Linked DNA regions of Oryzias latipes: region 2 is linked to region 1. The links are chromatin contacts, called in public Hi-C maps. All regions are on one chromosome and are shown on one strand. Each heading gives the region's core, a stretch centred on a gene start, on an enhancer-like site or on the middle of the called end of the contact. The rest is flanking DNA. Distances are from core to core; before and after follow the strand shown.

The links. Hi-C and Micro-C count contacts between places; a contact is called where the count stands out from the background.
Region 2: a contact with region 1 is called in a Hi-C map of gastrula embryo, with 1.6 times the contacts expected there. The contact joins the promoter of LOC101171448 here to the enhancer-like site in region 1. A contact is called at or near these places in 2 of 5 Hi-C or Micro-C datasets (embryo and gastrula embryo).

What each region holds. Positions count from the first base shown.
Region 1 is chr20:4,887,012-4,890,183 of ASM223467v1, reverse strand. It overlaps LOC101171448 (histone-lysine N-methyltransferase 2C), which reads left to right. Exons shown (of 75, transcript XM_023950188.1): 37 at 402-966; 38 at 1,046-1,833; 39 at 1,909-2,130. Among protein-coding and RNA genes, the nearest start is that of LOC101171448, 33 kb to the left of the region's middle. Within about 2 kb of position 1,738, at least 1 of the 8 cell types and tissues checked has an H3K27ac peak or open chromatin away from gene starts, as enhancers often do. A contact at or near this core is called in gastrula embryo, where this site is marked.
Region 2 is chr20:4,920,420-4,923,466 of ASM223467v1, reverse strand. It overlaps LOC101171448 (histone-lysine N-methyltransferase 2C), which reads left to right and starts at 1,446. Exons shown (of 75, transcript XM_023950188.1): 1 at 1,446-1,820.

The DNA of each region.
Region 1 (3,172 bases), core at 489-2,988:
AAGTGTTTCAACGCATTGGACTGGAATGAAGGACTGATCCGTTTTTGCTGTCATCACATGTGTGTTGTCCACTCTGATGCACTTGGTGGTTTTTATGTTAAAGCAAAAAAAAACCACATGTCTCAATTCATATGGTATTTTCCCATATTGATTAATCCATTTTTAAGTGATTTTTTTTTTTTTTTTTAACTTATAGCGATTGATTCTGCTTCAGACAGATTGGTTGGATTGTAGGAATAGAAATCAATAAATCGTTACGCCCCCATTCAAAACATATATTTAATATAACGTCTACGGTGCGCATGTGTGCCGCACGGGGGCTTGTACTCTGTACAGCCATGGCCCATCGCACCGCTACTTCTCACCTGAGGTCTCTTCATATGTCATATTATGTTCCTCAGCAAATGCGTCAGAAGAGCAAACAGCTGGCAAAGATGGAGGCGACACAGAAACTGGAGCAGGTGAAGAACGAGCAGCGACAGCAGCAGCAGCTCCTCAGCAGCCAGCGGCGCCCCGACTGTCTGTCGCCAGAGTCTTGCAGCTTATTGGACCACACCCATCAATCTGGTTCTGGAGACAGCACCTCCCCCCTTCATTTACCACCAGGAGGCAGGCAGCACCCCAACCTTCAGGGGGGGTCTGCTCCAGCAGATGATGTCTTCCTCCGTCCACAAGCCCCCGCTCCATCAGGGCTGTCCTCGCTCCCTCATTCACCACATGCCTCCTCTCCTCTTCATCAGCCCCCTTCCTCCCCTCAAATGTTCTCTCCGCCATCTTCACGCCCCTCTTCGCCTTGGGATCCCTATAGTAAAGTACCAGGGACCCCTCGCCCCCAAACAGCTCCAACCCCTCAGCTCCAGCAACGGGGAAATTCCCTCACCTCCTCCCCATCACATGATGCCATGAACTCTCCTATCCCGTCCCCTGACTCCAAAGATGCCCCCCGGGTCCCTGGCCCTCAGACAGGTATCTCCACCGGTTGCTTTTTCCTTTCTAGACCCTCCCTCTTCTCTTGGTAACTCCTCTTGTCTCATCCTCCTTACAGGTCTGCAGCAGAGCAGGTCCGGTATGTTAAGCCCCTCCTCTGGGATCAGAACTTTGGACACCCACCAGAGGACGAACACACGTGGGGATGTCTTCAAAGCCCCCATGCCCCCCCAGCTGCAGCTTCAGCAGGAGGTGTTGGGCAGCACAGCAGGAGGAAGGAGGGACCCTTCCCGACCTGCAGATCTGGGTTACTCTCTTGCACAGCCCCAGCAGGACCTCTCCTTCCCCTCCAGCCCCCTCTCAGGACTGGGCTCCCCCCACCGTAGCCCATATTCTCAGGCACCTGGAACCCCCCGCCCGGACTGTAGCGATCCCTTCTCCCAACAGTCTCCTCTGAGCTCCCGGCCCTCGCCAGATCCCTACAGCAACCCCCAGACCCCTGGGACACCGCGTTCTCACTCTGACCCCTCCTACCTCACCACCCCCCCTGCACTAAGACTGGACCACTATAATCAGCAGCCAGCCACCCAACGCCCGTCTCCCTCACACCCACCTCTAGAACCCTACGCCTCCAACCCTGGGACTCCCCGCCCTTCAGACCGCATTCCCCGTTCTCCAGTAAACCAGCGCAGTTCTGACCCCTACTGCCAGCCCGTGGGGACGCCACGGCCCCCCACTGAACCGTACACACAGCAGCCCTCCACACCTTGCTCCCATAAGAGCCAGGAGTCCTTCAGCCAGACTGCAGGGGAGAGTTTTCTTCCCCAGCATGGAGCCTGTGGTACTTCCCCCCTGACTCTTGGACTGTCTACAGAGCCAGGGGCCTTCACACCGACCCCCCACCAGGTAAGAGAGCGCTCCCAATCTGATGCCACTGCTGGAGACCGTCATCTTTACAGCCACTCCTCTTGCCCTTCACAGCGTTCTCCTGGAAAACAGCCGGACTCCTTTCCAAGGACCCCAAAGCACCTGGGCAACCCCGATGAGGCCAGCCTAAACCCCGGTCAGGACCCCTTTGAGCAGGGTCACATGACTAGAGGCTCCTCCCAGACTGAGTCAAAAACAGCCAATATGATGTCAGCTGCTCCTTCTTTAGATGGACCAATGAGTGTGCTTGCAGACTCGGAGGAGAAGCTCAGACAGGTAGGAGGCCCTCTGAGGAAGAAACATGGTCATCTAGAAGCTCCTAAAGCAGGGGTCACTAACTAGCGGTCCGGATCCGGACCCAGACCTGGATCTGGTCTCGACTCAAAACTAATACGATGGGCGCCCAGCTTTTAAATGGTGCAGCTCTTGTTGTCGTTGCAACAAACACATTCTCACTCCCAACTGGTCATGGATGTATTTTCGGGACTCCCTCCGCCTCACTTTTTGACGTTTTGGGTGTCCCCAACTTGCTGTTTTTGATGTGCTGCCTGTTCCCATTAAATCAGGGTTCCCCAACCTCCAGGCCGCAAGCCAGTACCGCACCGCAGACAAGAAAAAAAAGGCATACGCTGCTTTTTTTGGTTTGTTTTTTTATTCAGAAGGAAGTTTCATTTAGGAAAACCACCGGATTCTGTTCACCGCATCCGCCTGTCTTGTTGCGTCACGTGACATAAAACGCAAAGTTAGAAGCCCAAAGCAAAAGTTTAACAAAAGCCAAACAAATAGTCTTTGGAAAGTTTCTTTAGGGAGAAAAGAGCCAGTGAGGAAACTGAATAAGAGCCTGCGACTTCAAAGAAACGTAAAGCGGCTGTTTACAGACAAAACCAGGAGTCTTCCTTGACGTAAGAATTTCTGGAGACAGTTGTTTCCACGTACCTGGTCGCTCTGCATAATATGCGGCGACTGACTCTCTAAGGTCTCGGATAATAGCACAAGAATAAAGATGCAGACATATGCAGATTCATGTTTATATTATTTTTTAGAGAAAACCAGTATTACAACAGTTACATGATCTTATTTTGCTTTATTTATCCATCACACCTTTAAAGTTGGACGCAGCTGAAGTTAGCGTCCTGTTGTTAGCATCCACTTTGACAGTAAGGGAAAATTCAATCAATTAAAGTTTCTGATGTGAGGAAACTTGTAAAAGGGACACAGGAATGTTTCCTACTAAACAGCTGAATTAAGCTGGAATTTCCAGTTTTGAAATGCAATCCTGATAGAATGAAAAACTTCAAACGTTTGCTCATATGGACAT
Region 2 (3,047 bases), core at 197-2,696, 34 kb before region 1:
AACAGTTCTGGTCTCTTGTGTTCATGCTGTGTAAAGGGTCAACCGTTCCACAGTCTGGGAGGTTAAATAGAAAGGAAATCTTTAGTGAAAAAGAGAAGCTAATACTGGTTATAAATGCTCCTTTCAAGGGTGTTGTGAATAAAATTGTTTTCAAATGCCTAGTGAGCCACTCCTACAAATAACTAAATAAAAGCCACTGACCCCCAAGTTTAGACCTTACTGTATTTTTTAGAACATTGAAAAGAGAAGATATCTCAAGTCATTTGGATAGAATCCCGTTTAATCACATTGATCTAAATCTCTTTCAAGATTCCATAATTCTATAGAAATAAATTCATACTAGCTCTTATAATCTTGGGGAGAGAAGGGTTCACTTTAATGAATAAAATGCCTATTATTATAAGAACTACTGAAGACCAGAGTCCAATATTTGGGACTTTTTAGTTTTTGTTATTTACCCATTAAGGTAGGACTTTTAGTTTTGGACAGATGTTGTTTTGGACATTAGATCTTAAGCACAAATGTCAATGTCATGAATGTGGGGGCCCAGAGGAGGGAGAAGTTGTCCACCAAGAAGAAATTGACTTTATCTGCAGCACTTCAAACCACAATAACAAAATAAAAAAACAAAAAATAAAGCACTGCTCTAGAAGAGGTAAACCAAAAGTGCATGCTCCAAACAATACAGAAGATTAAACACATCACTCATTCAGGATTTTGTTCTGGAGACTGTTTAGGCTCCATATTCTGGGTTACTGAGGAACATCTGAACCCTACATAAGCATGTGAGCTTTGGTGCTTCTGCATGGATATGGATCCATGTCCCATAACATGTAGATAGGAACCACCCAGAATGTAGAAGACTGTAAAAGTGTACATCAAAATGCTTAAAAATACATTTTGTCATAGATGTAAAAACATGTTTAATGCTGGATTATCTGGTTTCCTTTCTTTTTCATATGGCTTATTTAAATTTGATTTAGTTTAATTTTTATTTTACCAGGAGTATCAGTTGAGAACAGTTTTCTCATTTACAATGATGACCTGGTTTTAGGCCTACAGAAAACAGTTGATTAATTTCTATGAATATTTATATTTTAAATTTGGGTGACTTTAATGTTTAGTTAAATTCTGATCAATGTTGCTTTTCCTTGTGGGGAATGTTCGGGTCTGGTTCTGGTCGTGTTCTCTGCTCTAAAACTCGTGAATTAGTTTTGTGATTTTTTTATTTTATTTTATTGAAGGCGGGCTGCGAAAGGAAGTACACGTTGTTTATCTGCGTTTTTGCACGTGCGTCGTTCCTGTTCCGATCAGGCGTGATCCGCTCCGGGTTTTTCGGGTCTGATGACACAAGCCGCTTCACCGGAGCAGCCCTCCATTAGATCCCTCCGCGGGGTCACACACATACTTTTTACACAACACACAACAGCATACAGACCGATACTAAATCGGCACCACTGAGTGACCGAAATCCAGGCCTCGGCTGACTGAATATTGTGTCTGTCTTGTCGTGAGGTTCGGTTTGCTTCGGTGAAGGCGAAAGCTCTGGTTCTCTAGGACCTACTTCCCCTGCTGCCGCTGACAGGCGGTGCTTCGGTCGCTCCCAAACATGGCCTCCATGACGGAGCGGCCGCTCCAACTTTGATTTTCAGACGTTTTAACGCGCAGAAATTCTGTTTTTATCAGCAGCGACCCACGGGCATGCTTCCACGGAGCGCATGGCGCCGGCAAACCCACGAAACTGAGGTTTTCTGTGGGAGAAGCTCGCGGTTCTGACTGGTCGGAAAGCTGCAGACGAAGAAGAAAACCGCGTCAGAACAGTAAGGACCACTCTTCCCTCGAACCCACGGCCAAGCTCGGTGGCTATTGCCGCTCCCCCGAGGCCCTACGGAGGTCGGTGCGCTAACAGCTAACGCTAGCAGCTGTAGAGGCGCGAGGAAGCTAACGGCTAAAAGCTAGTTACCGTGTCCGCGTGCGTGACTGTAATTCATGGCGTGAAGCAGCGCGTGCGCGCTTACCGAAAGCTGCTTCCGGCCGCTTTGGCAGGTTCTGCTGTCACCGAACCGGTCCTGGGGCATCGATGGTCTGGAGTTCAACTAACGCAGACCAAGTACGCTACGCTAGCAGTTGTCACAGGTTCTGCGGGGTCCCGGAAGGTTCTAGCTAATTTTTTATCTGAAGGGGTTCTGCTAAGGACCTAGTTCTTCATTTGTTGGACAAGTAAGTGAGCTCCTGGTCCAGTTTCACCTGGGTCAGTTAAGTCTTGTCCGGAGTACAGGATCTGCTGGGAGCATCTGTCACTCATGGAGGTGTTTAATGTGCTAGTTGTACAGGAACAACATCTCTTTGGTCAGGTGGTGGAGATGTTAGGAAGTGGAGTTGATGTGGGGTAGTAGGGCAAACCCCATGAGGGTTAGATCTTAAAAGTTTGCTCAGCTGGTCAGTGCACCAGGAGTCGTCCAGGTGTTCTCTGTCGTGTAGATGTGATCACTTCAGGATTAGTTTCTGATGTTCCAACATAGTTTTTGGCTCGTGTGTGGATCCAGGATGAGCTCCATGAAGCAAAGGTCTTCCTCAGTTGATGATGTCATATATCATGGGTGAGAGTAGGTTTATTTGACAAAGGAGACCAAAATTCTTCTGGGTTAGAACTTCAAATTTAAGAAGTTAAATTAGAGTTAGAAATGTGTCTTCTGAACAGTCAAAACTTCCTGTGTTACATTTGTGGATCTTTTGTGTTGTGGATCATTCATACTGTGACAGTTTTCGCATTAGAGGCTGTGAAGATGACATCTCGAAGTACCGGCTTCCTCCAGGTGCATTAGGAAGATCAGTGTCTTCTGTGTAGTTAAAATAGCTATTTTTTTGTGGATTTATGGAGTTGTCTTTGTCCTTATTTGCATTTCACTGCCAAAACCCCCCCCAAAAAACCAAAAACCTCAAACAGATTTATTCTTTTCTGGTTTTTAGGAAAAAGGGCAAATATTATGTTGTAAACACATCAGAAAAAGGGAAGATATGCAAGAAAAATATAGCTGTGATGTAAG